Linked DNA regions of Mus musculus: regions 1, 2, 3 and 5 are each linked to region 4. Evidence: chromatin contacts called from public Hi-C and promoter capture Hi-C data. All regions are on one chromosome and are shown on one strand. Each heading gives the region's core, a stretch centred on a gene start, on an enhancer-like site or on the middle of the called end of the contact. The rest is flanking DNA. Distances are from core to core; before and after follow the strand shown.

Region 1 (2,700 bases), core at 5-2,504, 340 kb after region 4:
AAAGTCTTATCTTGTCAGGCAGTGGTGGCCCACGCCTTTAATCCCAGCACTTGGGAGGCAGAAGCAGGCGGATTTCTGAGTTAGAGGCCAGACTGGTCTACAGAGTGAGTTCCAGGACAGCCAGGGCTATACAGAGAAACCCTGTCTTGGGGGGGGGGGGGGGGGGGAGTCTTATTTTTTGTTATAATAGGAGAGTCTTAGAATTAACAGGTAAGGCCCCTGAGTACAAGCTTTAATTCTAAAAAGTACTTTTAAAAGTAGATGAAATACAACTACACACAAAACTAATGTAAAATTAATGGCCAGAGTGAGGGATCTGATAACGATCTAAAATTACTGGTTCCAAGAAACGTTTAATACATAAGGAAAGCATTATTGGAAAGAGAAAATAAGATGAATCGTATTGGGTTTTGTTGTTGTTGTTGTTTGCTTTGTTTTGTTTTTTCAAACAGTCTCACTATGCAGACCAGACTGGCCTCGAGCTCCAAAAAATACTCCAGGCTCCACCTTCCAAGCGCTGGAATTAACGGTATACGCCACCACAACCTGATCGACAAGTCATTTTCATTCGGCTGTATCCATTCTTGTACACACAGCACCGGGTACTAAGCATCACGAGGTGCACTGTCAAATGTCCTGACTGAGACAGCTAAATAGTGCAAATAAACTGGCATACTGCAGTATTTAAGAGCAGAATATCTGGGACTAAACCGCGTTAGTTCAAAGCCTACCACTGCTACGAGGAGCCGAGTTTCTCAGAAAATAGTTTTGACACCAACCCATTCTCTCAAAGAGAGAGAAGAAGCCCGAGTGTGGGAAGGAGCCACACTCCCGGAAAGCGCTCGAGAAGCCAGCCCCGCATGTCAGAGTATCCCGGACCAGGAACGTCTGTCTGTAGGGCAGTCCAGGCGAAGAGTCCGAAGATACAGGCACCAGCCGGTACAGAAGCTTCCGTACTCGAGCCAGCCCTACCGGCCAGTGAAAGACCCAAACGCACATCTCAACATCCGACCCAGTCCCTTGCAAAGAGTACCTGCGCCCTGCTCCGGCCGACACCAGGCAGCTGCACAACGGAAGCACGTGAAGACACCGAGTTGCTACCCAGGCTGACCAATCTGCTGGAGAAAATTCTACACAGCTGAGCTACGCCGGGGCCGCCGCTGCACGTGAATCCGCTTAAGTGGCAGACAGCACGTGGGCAAGTGCTCAGAAGGGAGGGGACCACTACAGCTATGGGACCTTCCATGGCTTCGACGCTTAGTGATGACGTAAGAACACGCCGCGGATCTCCGCTACGCTTGCGCACTAACTCCCGGCCGCCATTTCGCCATTTGCTGCGGGTAACCTGGCTATGACAGGCGGAAGTAATCGTTTAGATATCCGGGTGTCTCGCATTTGCCGTTGCCACTGGTACAGGAACTCGTCCACTGTTGCTATGTTGAAAAAAACCTCTATAGCAGGGTTGTACAAGGCAATAGCTGTTGCTAGCGTAGGTGTTGTTTTATCGACCTCCCTACTTTTATATGAAACTAGCCCAGTAATTGTTTAATTCATCTTACTTGAACCTCCATCCGGCAGCAGTCTGAGAATGTCTGTAGACTTTGTACCAACGATCGTGGCCGCGGTACTCTGCAGGCTTTTCTTACTCATGCCAAGTGTACTAAAAGCCCAACATTGGGTCTCAAAGCTCATCCAACCACATCCACAAGGATACCCGTAAGTATGTCTGCTTTCCTTTTAGCATGAGCCACGTGAAATCGGTTTATCCTATATTTTTGGGCACAAGTTCTGTTATCTAAAACGAATTCCTTCCCCAAATTTACGCACCAACTTCAATATCAATCTAAATTTCAATGGACTTTAAAGACTTCATGATGCCTAGCCATATTGTTTTAAGTCACCAATACAGCCCTAGACTTAATACTAAGGTTCTAAATGCACTTAAGAAAATAAAACTACCAGTACTTTGTTATAATGGGCAGACAAGTCCTATAAGGTGGTGGTGACACAAGCAAAACACAAAACTTAGAAATAATGACCCTTGTGAGTACTCGACTTTTTTTTTTTTAAAGGAACCAATATAGGAAGAGGACAAAAATGGGCAAATAAGGCTAGTCGATTCTGCTTAAGTAGCCCAGATATGGTATTTCCGTTGTAATGAAAACAAAAAACTGGAATTTTGGGAACAGAGATGATGGCTATGATTACCTTAGTCACTGCAAAATCTGAAACCACCAGGTCAGGATGCAAACGGGGGCAACTGCCATAAGATAGTCAAGATTTAGAATGATAAAGTAGTAGGGCAGGGGAAGGGTAGCCAGTGCTAGATGGCTGAGCTGTCTATGCTGTGGAAGCATGTGATTTTACTGAAGAATATAAAGACAACAAAGACAGCTTCCAACTTACTGCCAACTGCCCCTATCAAGTAGTTGGACTGAAAATAGTTGATGTAGAATATTCTCAGTGTAGAATATCAAATGTGCTTGAGAAGATGGGTATGGGAATGGAACTGCACACCTGCAGGTTTAGAGGGTTTTGGAGACAATTCTCTTCCTCCACCTTTGTCCCAGGAGTCAAAACTCTGGTCTGGGTTGACTTCAAGTGATGATAGCTGCAGAGCCATTTCACTGGCCATTTAATATTCAAGCACTTTAGTGTGACTTTTGAATTTGAGGGGCTTGGGACTTAGGTATTTATAGA
Region 2 (2,700 bases), core at 25-2,524, 310 kb before region 4:
GTTGATGTTATAACCTGTAGCTGTGTCCCTTCATATTTGAAGTTCATATATCACAATGTTCAATGAAAACTAAGCATTTCTTTGTTTCCTTTCCTCTTTGGGTCTTGAAATGCTCTTGAGTTTTCACAGAGACACTCGGCCCGCAGAGCCATGATCACAGGTAAGGAGGCAGCCAGACTCCTCAAAGGCCTGGAGGCAAGTGCAATCAAGTTTTACGCTGAATATGGCAAACTCATTGTCTTTGCTGAAGGCAAGAATCTATGTGGAGGATTAGTTGGATACATACTTCTTAAGGGAACCAGCTGTCTTTATAAGTAAAGGCCTGTTACAAGAACAAACAAACCTATTTAGGCTGGAGAGTGTAGGGGACACATTACCTGTTCTCATCACTTGCCAAGAACACCATGCCCTCATTTCAGCTCAACTCCAGACACCAAGGCTGGGATCTAAAATACTTTTTTCTAGCTGGGTAAAATTCACAGTAGTGAATGCCTGTCATCCCAGCAATGGAGAGGCTGAGAAGGAAGATTCTGAATTCAAGGCCTGTCTGGGCTACATAGCAAGACTCTGTTTCAAATAACAACAACACATATAAATATATTAAATATAATATCTCAAATAGTATTATATATAAAACATAACACATATATGACCAGAAAGCTAGTTCTCACATCTTCTACAAGATAAATATTCAAACATTTCAAAGTCACTTAGAAACTTCTCTTTCTCCTCCTTTTATCACTGGGTGAGACATTGCTTGTCATTATCAGTATCTTTGGCACCAGGGTTGAAAAAGTCACTTCTCAGGTTCTTGGAAGAGAATATCCACATGGAATATCAGACTTGGACATATCATCAGTTTTGGTAGGAACATATGCATATATTGCTATGATGAGAGAATCAGGTAGGTATTTTGCCCACCTTTAAGGGCACCCATTTGTATGATGTTCCCTGGAGTTCTATAAATTTGCAAACCCAAAGCCATGCTTGTACTCTCTTTCCAGAGAAATGAGGAAAACAGCCCAGGCAAAAAGAAAGCATTTGTATGTTCTATTAAGTCACAGGTAAGCCGCAAACAGTCTAAAACCTGCAACTGATTTCATGCCCAATTCTTGCTACACCTAAGATTTGCATAACCCAGTGCTAGGGAGATTTGGGGGGAAAACCAGAATTCCAGCCCTGAAACCAAGCCAAGCTTCCAATGACTAGAGACTGGGAAAGCTGCCTTTTTCCCGATCTTTAGTTTCTGTTTCCCAGTGGCATGTAAAGGACAGGCGTGCTCTGTTCTGCAGCCCCGGAACCTACTCGTCGTGATTAAGCCATTATCTGTGAGGACTGTGTAAGGGCTGGCAGGAGTTTAGCTCACAGTCAATGTCTTGTGATTTGGATAATGAAACCCAGCCTCTTCTTCAATTATTTACCTCATCAATTGTGAGCATTCTCAAGCCAGTGGTTTTACTTAAGTGCACATCTATAAGACTGACATTGCTGTGAAATCCTTTCAATGCCCTCAGAATGAAGACTTCTTGCCCACACCTAAACAGCAACTCACTAAAAACAATGAATAGCATTTCATAATCAGAGTGGGTGTACTTCACCTAACCAATGTGTAAATAAAGGAGTAGCTGGGTGAGACCAGAGGGGCCTCTCCAGAAAGCTCACCCCACCACCACCACCACCACCACCACCACCACCACCATGTCCTGGGATACTGTGTGGAACACAACAAGTACTTGGCTTGAATCAAGAGAAAGACAAAGGAATTACTTTCTTTTTCTGGTGGTCACCCAGGTCCAGAGAGATGGGATGGGTGGAACTTCATAGCTATTCCTGAATCCAGTCCTCCTCCTACAGTCCCCAAACAAAACCAAATCAATCATACACACACACACACACACACACACACACACACACACACACACACACAGACACACACACACACACACTCACACACACACACAGACACACACACACACTCACACACACACTCACACACACACTCACACACACAGACCCAGACACACACACAGACACACACACACACACAGACACACATACACACACACACACACACACACACACACACACACACACACACACAGCCTCAAAAATTAAGAGACAATAAATGTTGCGCTTGGGTCTTGGGTCTTGCCTTCTGGCTTACCTTGGTGTGGAAGCTCAGTAAATCATTATCGACTCAGGGAGCAAAACCACACAGACCCAATGAGACAAAGGAAAACAGGTACCTGGCAAGGGGGAGGAAAAAGAATGATTATAAACACTGTAATATTAACAATTCAAATGTCAGCAGCTATAGCAGGGCTTCCTTTAACAAAGGCGTTCCACCCTAGCCAATTCTGCCTGCCCTGCAAGGCTTTCTGTGAATGCTCGGATGATGTCCCACAGGATTTGCAAACAGCCCTGGCCTCTCTGTTGCTGTCTCATTCTCTCTGCCTTCCCAGACAATTCCAGAATCTGGGCCAAGGCTGTGTCTCTCTTTACTGGAAGATTTGCTAACTCAAAAGGAACCTAATTAACACTGTGTTCCTAATTGAGCATTATGTCCTTGAGCAAGTGACTTGGCCTCTTCGGGGCCTACCAAATGGAGATAATAATAGGACTTTGTTCACAGGGCGTTTAGAATGTCCTGAGATCATACACTTATTTCTCCCCTGTATAAAATACTTTACCAAGGACCTG
Region 3 (2,700 bases), core at 138-2,637, 370 kb after region 4:
GGAGCCCATCGGAAGGGGGCGGGGGTACCCAAGCAAAGGCCCGCTTAACTAGGACTTGACGGGACTGCAACCCTAGTTCAGGTCTAGACACATATCTTTTCTTGGGAAGAGAGCCATTCCACCAGCCCCCAGCCTAGGTACCAAAGGCAAACGCCACAGTTACAAGGCATGGACCGCTCAACTCCACGAGCAATCGGGCCGGGCACACTGTTTCTTCCCCTTGGCCTCCTTCAAAAGTCAGGCCTCAGTTTGGGAGCATACCCAGCAACGGGCCCACCACCCAAGCAACCGGTCACCAGGCGGAAAGGCCCCGCTCAGCCTGATGTGAGTAACCGAGGCCTAGAGGCAGCGCCGCGTTGGGGTCAGGTGACAGGCACCTCCCCGAGGCGCCCGTTTTCTGGGCAAGGAGCACCATCCACCGCCGGGACCGGTGTAGGGCTGGAGCCACGAGCCCTCCCTCTCCACTAACTCCTCGCACCTTTTTCTTCTCCAGGTTCCGAAGTTTCTTGTCGATTACGCCGAGAATCTGCTTCATGGCCTCGGTCTGGACGGCGCCGGTGCCGGTTGCCGGATGCTGAGAAGCCGGCGCAGCTGCCCCGGCCGCCGCCTCACTCCCGGAGGAACCGGACGGCGGCGGCGGTCCCGACGATTTGCTGCCGCTTCCGCTGTGGCTGGTGGCCGAGGGCATCTTTAGACCGAGAAGAGAGGAGAGGAAAAAAGCGGGAGGGAAGGACAAGACCAGCAAGTCAGGAGACGGACGGGGAGAGACGCGGGACAAAACGCGCAGCGGGCGGGCGGGCAGGCGGCTACGCGCGCGCGCGGTGGGGGGAGGGGGCGGCGCGCGCCGCCGGCAGGAAGGGGCCCACGGGCACGCGCGCGACCCGCCAGCGGGGCGCCGGGCCGCCCGCCCCTCCCCCCTCCCCGGGGCACCAAGCTCGCGCCGGGGGCGGGGCCTGGCACGGCCGCCGTCAACCGCCAGGGCAACGGTCCCCATCGGGGCAAGTGGCACCCGTTGCCTTGCGAGAACGAGAGGGACAAAGGTCAGGGCCAGGGGTGGAGAAGGGCACTTGGAGTGACCGGGTTGGGGGTGGGGGTGGGGAGGCCCTGAGCGAGCCCTCCCAGCCGCTCGGACCGCTCCGAAGGTAAAAAGGACACCCAGGTACAGCGGCCTTCTTCCCCTTCGGCGCCTTTGATCCGGGATGGCGCTCACCGTGCGCGCGCGGAGCCGCTGGACGTCTGGAGTGGGCAGCCGAGGGGGGCAAGGGTGGTGCTGCGTTGAGAACAGAGACGTGCGCTCCGTGGGCGCAGGCCGCTTCGCCCTGTCCCCGCGGCTCTGAGCTGCTCCTAGTGGGACAAGAGCCGGCGCGGGAGGGACTTAGCCAGCCAGCGCTCTGCAACGAGGGGGGGCGGGAGCAATAGGGAGCGAGGGCCTTCAAGCCGGTGAGGCTGCCCGACTGGAATGCCTGTCGAAAAAAGGTCACCGGACCGCGCCTCCCGTCGGGCCGTGTCCTCGGCGCCAGGTTCCTGTCCCTTTGCATATCTGGAAAGTACCCTCACGGAGACCGTTATCCCAGATCCTTGAGTTTTGAGTGAAACCTAAGCTGGGGTCCTTCAGGCGAAATCTCTTGACATCCTAACGGGGACAATGGGTGTCAAGCCTCAGGCTCTGGAGCTGAGGACTGCCCCTTGTAGAGCCCTTATTTGGTGGGAGTGGGGGTTGGAGGGGCAAAGGTTTCTGCAAGTAAGGGGTGCGTGGGGTGGGTGGTGCAATCCCAGCTTCTAGAATTCCTTCTGTATGGAGAGCATGCAAACTCACCCTAAAAGGTCTGAGAAAAGGCAACTTGCCACATAATAATTATACAATAACCTAGGCATGGAGAATGAACATCCTTCATGGCTTTTTGATCTCCTTAATTACCCCAGTCATGTTAAAAACCCGTCTTCTCCTACCCTGAGATAGATAAGTACGCCCTATCAGGAATTACTTATCTTTACCCGATTTGTTTAAGATTTTACCCAAAACTTTAAAGACTATGCAAGATGCCGGGAGGGGGTGCGAGGGGGGCACTTTTTTGTCCAGGAGAATTATTTGGGGGGCGGGGGGGTGGTCAAAGAGGGTGGATAACGAGTAAAAGGAAAAAATGAGTGATCTAGAGAAAGGTACTAAAAGGAATATGATCCGTGGAAAATTCAGCAACATGATGTATGAGAGCAGTAAATGACCAATTTATAATTTAAAATCCATGAAAAGGAAATTTAGAAGAGGGTTCTATCAAAGAATTAAAATGACTAACACTGGCTGGCACCAGTATATCCTGAGGGAGCCTGGAGAAACAGCAGCACCCCGTGGCCTTGAGATACTCACTCCACTTAACTGTAAAGTCTGTAATCTGTGCTTTTAAGTATTTATCGAGCACCTTATGGCATGCTAGGAAATCTGCAGTGCTAGAGATGGTGAACAAAACAGCTTTTTTTTTTTCACAGTGTTTGTATTGGGAGGTATGCACAAAAATAACAAACCAAAGGAAGAAAAAAAGGTGATGGGGAATGAAAACCTTCCTGGGTACTTCTGAGCCAGGACTGGAGGAAGCAAAGAGAGCTTAGAGGAGGACCTTTCTAGTAAAAGAAACACCATTGAGCAAGATCTGAGAGGAGCTTGGTTAGTGCTCCTGCCTTTAATCCAAGCACTGGAGAGGCAGA
Region 4 (2,700 bases), core at 54-2,553:
TGTTAAATCCAACAAAATGATTAAATAAATAAATAAATAACTTAATCCCGTTTTCTCCTATTACTGTTGGGAGAATTCTGACCCAGAAAAGCTGGCTCTCCCACCTAAGGTCCCAGAGCCAAGCCAGAGCCTCAACAGGCCACTTATCTTGCCCCGACTATTTTTCCATGATGACACATGACTCCTCACATGAACTGCCTTTTGTTTCTTCACGCCGTTCGGGTGTTTGGATTTGAGTGTTTGTGCCTATGCCCAGTGTTCCCAAGAAAACCTAACCAACCAGTCAATCTCTGCTTTCCACTTCAAGATCACAGAGTCTGCAGTTTGAGCACCTTGGTGTCTTGGCTGCCTGAGATTGAGAGAGGAACGGAACCCACGAAAGGGGGTTATGAACACTCCTCCCAGATGACTGCCTAGGCCGTCATTTAGATTTGAGAGATGTCCTAAAAACTGGGTAGTTCTCAGTGAGACAGCTGACAGCTTGCAAGCCAATCAGGACCCCCCGCCCCCGTGTTGTTCTGGATGTTTGACACTGCAGCTCCACGATCCCTTCATATCGCCATTTCTAAAACAGAGGACACTGGGAAAGGGGGAAAGCTGTCACATGGCTCCTGTATTCAAACATGGCGCCCTTTGGGTGCTTAGAGTGGAAAGGCCAGTGAAAGCACTGCTCCCTGACTCTCTCCCTGCCCCCTGATCGGAAGGTCCCCACCAGGATCAATAGAAGGAAATATGTAGCGCCCAAGGACAGGCTTCCAGGTGATTGGCTGACATTACCAAGTATGGCCTTCCCAGCAACCCAAGGACAGATTCCATTATTGCATTAATCTGATGGATCCCGGATATGCTCATTAACTTATTCACAGTAATGCAGCCAGAAAATGACCGGCTCAGAATTTGATCCCTGAAGCACCTTTATTCTTTACCACTTCTTGGCACTGCTCTTCTTTCCTAACACGCACAGAATAGGGGATAACACTACATACAGAGGTTCGGGACTTGGCCAGCCCAGGCAAAGGCTGCAATGAACAGACACCAGGCCTGAATTTCCTTCCCTCCAGCTTGCTCAACGGAGACTGCTCCAGCCAGCACTCCACTTATCCCCCCGGGGGCAAGAATTCTCTGCTCATTTCCTGGGTCCCCTCGGTGGGTGGTGGGAGCTGGGCACAAAAGCAGGAGAAAGGTAAACTTTCTGCATGTGAAAACCACCCCCCACCCCCGAGGAGCCGTGTCACACCGTATGTCACCGTCATCAAAGGGGCTGTGCATAAACCTGAAAAACCAAACGGACCTGTCTGTAGGTGTCACTTATATCACACGGCTACAGGTGCCTTTATTTCTACAGTCCGCTGGTGCTGGGAGCGCGCTTGCCTTCTCTTGCCTTGAAAGCCTTCTGTCTGGACCTAGCCACCACTTGTCTTCACGTAAGCAGCTTTTCTTTGCTCTTTTGAATGAATTGAAAGGGGGTGTCGGGGCTCAGAGACTTAGCTGGGGCCTGGGACTGAGTCTCTGTTTCCAGCTCCCACGGCAGCCCCTCCGTGAGGAAGCCAGAGTGCCTCCTCCGGGGGTGTTTGACTCAGGTTTGACGGCTTGCCGGAGAGATTTTTTTTTGTCTCCTCCGGGAAGGTGGCCACCCACCCTCTTCACCGGCCCCCACTTCCTCTGGTTCCACTAAACCAAAGGCAGCTGAGAGAATGTGTACAGGCGCTTAAATCTCTGCCCATCCTTTAGCTGCCTTTAGGAGGAAGCCGGATTCTGCACGGATAGCCAGCTCAAGAAAAACCCACCACCTCCCCCAACCCTGGCCTCACCCCTCAGTTCTTTGGAGGGCCTGCTCACCAAGCTGCCCCTCTTGATACAGAGAATGGTATTCTTACTGTTTAAGGCTTTTTTTGTTTTTGTTTTTGTTTTTTTAAGGAGTTTGTACAAAATAGTTTAAAGGAATCTCATTTGGCCCTCCCACAGCCCCTTAGGACAGAGTGCTTCCAGAAGAGAAGTGGCTAGGGTTTTTTTCCACTGTATTCTCAAACCTTATCAGTCTGTATGCGTTCAGGGGTTTGTGCGCATTTGCCCCCTACTGGCAGCAACTGGAAACACATGCTCTCCCGCATCTGCGTTAAGGTAGGAGAATTTAAGACAGAATAGGGGTCCTAGATCATTATGCACTTAGTCTCCATTTTACAGATGGGGCAACTGAGGCACAAGAAGGCCCGGTAATTTATAGAGATGGTTTTGTGTGGTAGTCCAAAGACTCAGACCCAGGCTGTTACACGTGCTCATCCACACGGAAAGCTTCATTCTCCTGCCTTCATTCTCTCGGCAAGGGTCTTTCTATGATTCAGTGTATTGGGGACAGCAGCTTTTACAGTTTGGTTGCCTCCTCTTCTCAAAAGTCTTCAGAGTGAAACTTTTTAGCTACTCAATCAATGTTCACTGATTTTATTAAATCCTCAGGACGCTCAGCGGACTGTGTGTTGAGATGTCCATTTTAAGGATTCGGAAGTAGGTTATCAGAGATGGTCATGAGTACTTACAGATTAGCAGACCAGGATGGGGAAAAAAATCAAAACTTTTAGCACGCCTGCAAGAAAGTCAGAGGTTGCAGCAGGCTAGGCAGGAATTGTGCCCTCCGTCGCTTGCTTTGTGACTACCGCAAACAACACTCATTCTCTGCGTCTTTAACCTAAAACTTGTGATCTT
Region 5 (2,700 bases), core at 153-2,652, 410 kb before region 4:
AGGATCTTTCCCCTCCTCCATAGATAAGAATTATTAAGACACAGGATAAGCTTACTGCCAAAAGCCTAGTAATTTTAAACTAGGCTGACACTAGGCAGAAAATACTCCTCCTGATGAGCAAGCATGCAGATTAAATGAATTCTTAGAAAAGGATGTTCCCACAGAGCAGAAGCTAAGGCACTGGGAGGGGTGATCATCTACCAAGCTCTATCCTGTAGCTTCCTGATAAGTAGTATTCTCTGCCAAGCGGACTGAGGGGCCACGGATAGAAAGTAAGTGGGGCCAAGAGGTGGTGGTGCACACCTTTAATCCCAGCACTAGGGAGGCAGAGGTAGGTAGATCTGAGTTTGAGGTCTGCCTGGTCTACAAAGGGAGTTCCTGGATAACCAGGGCTACATACATTGAGACCCTATACAAAGTTTAAGTGTAACATACACATAAAAACTTAACCTTGTGTCCAGTTTATGCTTTATAAAGGCTTGACTAATGTGTATCTCATTTGGCCACAACAGACAAATCTTTAAAGATCTACTTGTCTGTGACAAGAATAACTATGAATCTCATAAAGAAAAAAATTTAAATACATTTAGATGAGAAAATCTTGACTGATCGTCCTAATGTTCTCTCAACTTTTAACAGAAACCTATATTTCCCTTAAACTTATGTCCTTGGTGGTATAGTTTAAATCAAGGAGCATTGACAATACTCACTTTCTCAGAAAGAAAAAGGTGGCTCAGAGTTGGAAAATCAGGGAAGTGACTTCTAATTTGTGAAAATAAACTATATGATCAAAGACACAAACTAACAGTAACTTTCCAAAGTTCATCTGCAAACGACTTTAGCAAATTTCAATTAAGGGTGCTTAAGAAATGGTTCAGTGGTTAGCTGCTCTTGCAAAGGTCCCAAGATCAGTTCTCAGCACTCACATGGCTGCTCACAAGTGCCCGAAACTCCAGTTCCAGGCAATCCAATGGCCTTTTCTGGCCTCTGTGGGCACCAAATATGTTTATCTAAACTATTTTTAATTAAAGAGGCTCCTCATTGTTCTATAACTTAGAAGATAAACTACTTTGTTCCAATTGCCTCCTTCCAAAACCAATGCAGATGCCAGAAAGGCAAATAACCATGCAGAACTATTCAAAATGTCTTTATGAGACGATCACTCTTTTATTTACAAGTTTAGATGTGTCCTGAAACCATGCTACTTGCTGTATCACATATAAGCACCTCACTCCTCTTCAAGTGGCAATAGTGAGCCTCCAGAAACTGTCCTGGAGGGAATTCCACTCATCTTATGGCGCTGTCTCGAAAGCACACGCCTACCTTGCATTCACAACACACATACAGCAGCCTGGCATGGAGGACACACTTCCTTGTCCTTCTTCATTAAAAGCCCTGAGGTAATGGCGATCCAGAGTCAGTCATACTTCAGTTAGTATAAACCCTGCAGCTGTTTCCTGCTGCCCCACATCCTTTGTTGTAACCCACTTGGAATCATGGCCAGATTAATTTTAAAGTCTTTCTGTATTGTTACTCCCTTCTAAAAATCCAGTGCTTCCCATTCATAGCACTTGTTTCAAGTGTAATTTTTAATCTGCATAAGTTCATTTCTTCACTTTGCGAAGGGAGCCCGCGTCCATCATGACACAACCTTGTCATGAGAACAGAATGTCTTTGAAAGCTGAGACCGAAAGCCATGCAGTTTCTCTATTTGGATGACAATATATTAACTCATAGCACCACCTACCTTTCAAAGTAGGGAAACAAGGCTTCTTTTCCAGAACTTATGTTTTGCTTAAACAATTACTGGTAAAGGTAGGTTCAGAGTGCAAATAAGTAAAAAACAAAAGAAAAAGAAAAAGTTCCATTCGATATTATGTGAACACTCTTAACAGTATTTATAAATTACTTGGCAATGTTTCATTCAAGTCTGGTCAGCAGCACCCAGACATTTTTAATGTGACAGAAAATAGTGGACAAACTCATTTTTAGCTACTAAGTAGGAAGTGTAGTTAAAGAAACCAGCCCATTCTGACTAACAGAGGTAACTGTTCATTAATACTTCCATGACTAATGGTTAAACACTAAGATGAATGATGCTTTTCCCTCATAATTCATGCTTAGGTTGTTTTCCTTGTCTCAGTATATTTGCCTGTTATAAACAGAGTGTGGTGGTGGACAGTCTTGCTGATGCACACATGGCTCACACCATGTATCCACACTCCTTCAAATCAAGATCATTCCTTGACCTCATGCTGCAATAGGATTATTTCCATAAATGACAATTTGCTTACAGGAATCTAATTGCTAGAGATGCTAGAGGAATTATTTTTGATCAAACGGGGAAAGCTTCTACACTGCTTATTAACTATCACAGAAACCATGAGAGGGAGGCAACTAGGTTTGTGTTGCCCACGAACTGAAATAAATGGCTTCAGATAAACAGTGCCTCTGTCCAAGCTGGATGGGGACCAACCTCCTTTGTAGCTACAGGAAATGGAGGCATTATTGCTAGTGATACCGGCCCACAGAAGACAGAGCGCAAGCAAAGAGCTACTTATGGCTGTCTCATGTTCAAGTCCTCAGATGTCAAAATTAGAAAAGGGGGCTGAGGAGAGGGTTCAGTGGGTAAAAGCACTCGTCATGCAAACCTAACACCCTGAAAGACAGACACCATGACCCTACCTGTTCTTACAGGCA

What was found. Hi-C and Micro-C count contacts between places; a contact is called where the count stands out from the background. Capture Hi-C pulls out chosen DNA fragments and counts their contacts.
Region 1: a promoter capture Hi-C map of adipose tissue shows a contact between it and region 4. The contact joins the promoter of Nat10 here to the promoter of Elf5 in region 4. A contact is called at or near these places in 9 of 39 promoter capture datasets (the 3T3-L1 cell line, 3T3-L1-derived adipocytes, cranial neural crest and 4 more), 1 of 484 Hi-C or Micro-C datasets (liver), 3 of 115 datasets of contacts at active chromatin or transcription factors (embryonic basal ganglia, embryonic forebrain and pro-B cells) and 3 of 9 other capture datasets (adipose tissue, liver and macrophages).
Region 2: a contact with region 4 is called in a Hi-C map of the CH12 cell line, with 2.8 times the contacts expected there. The contact joins the enhancer-like site here to the promoter of Elf5 in region 4. A contact is called at or near these places in 19 of 39 promoter capture datasets (the 3T3-L1 cell line, 3T3-L1-derived adipocytes, the C10 cell line and 11 more), 10 of 484 Hi-C or Micro-C datasets (the AML12 cell line, the CH12 cell line, the G1E-ER4 cell line and 5 more) and 2 of 9 other capture datasets (embryonic stem cells and macrophages).
Region 3: a contact with region 4 is called in a promoter capture Hi-C map of adipose tissue. The contact joins the promoter of Caprin1 here to the promoter of Elf5 in region 4. A contact is called at or near these places in 2 of 39 promoter capture datasets (hippocampal neurons and liver), 2 of 115 datasets of contacts at active chromatin or transcription factors (embryonic stem cells and large pre-B cells) and 1 of 9 other capture datasets (adipose tissue).
Region 5: a contact with region 4 is called in a Hi-C map of the HPC-7 cell line, with 2.7 times the contacts expected there. The contact joins the enhancer-like site here to the promoter of Elf5 in region 4. A contact is called at or near these places in 5 of 39 promoter capture datasets (the 3T3-L1 cell line, liver, pre-B cells and 1 more), 2 of 484 Hi-C or Micro-C datasets (the AML12 cell line and the HPC-7 cell line) and 1 of 9 other capture datasets (embryonic stem cells).

Annotation. Positions count from the first base shown.
Region 1 is chr2:103,760,016-103,762,715 of GRCm38.p6, forward strand. Nat10 (N-acetyltransferase 10) reads right to left here and starts at 1,255. Exons shown (of 29, transcript NM_153126.3): 1 at 1,034-1,255.
Region 2 is chr2:103,116,082-103,118,781 of GRCm38.p6, forward strand. No RefSeq gene overlaps it. Among named protein-coding and RNA genes, the nearest start is that of Apip, 44 kb to the left of the region's middle. Within about 2 kb of position 1,275, at least 22 of the 459 cell types and tissues checked have an H3K27ac peak or open chromatin away from gene starts, as enhancers often do.
Region 3 is chr2:103,796,253-103,798,952 of GRCm38.p6, forward strand. Caprin1 (cell cycle associated protein 1) reads right to left here and starts at 1,388. Exons shown (of 19, transcript NM_016739.3): 1 at 1,211-1,388; 2 at 479-688. The coding sequence starts at 688.
Region 4 is chr2:103,422,765-103,425,464 of GRCm38.p6, forward strand. It overlaps Elf5 (E74-like factor 5), which reads left to right and starts at 1,304. Exons shown (of 7, transcript NM_010125.3): 1 at 1,304-1,424.
Region 5 is chr2:103,017,574-103,020,273 of GRCm38.p6, forward strand. No RefSeq gene overlaps it. Among named protein-coding and RNA genes, the nearest start is that of Pdhx, 55 kb to the right of the region's middle. Within about 2 kb of position 1,403, at least 39 of the 459 cell types and tissues checked have an H3K27ac peak or open chromatin away from gene starts, as enhancers often do. A contact at or near this core is called in the HPC-7 cell line, where this site is marked.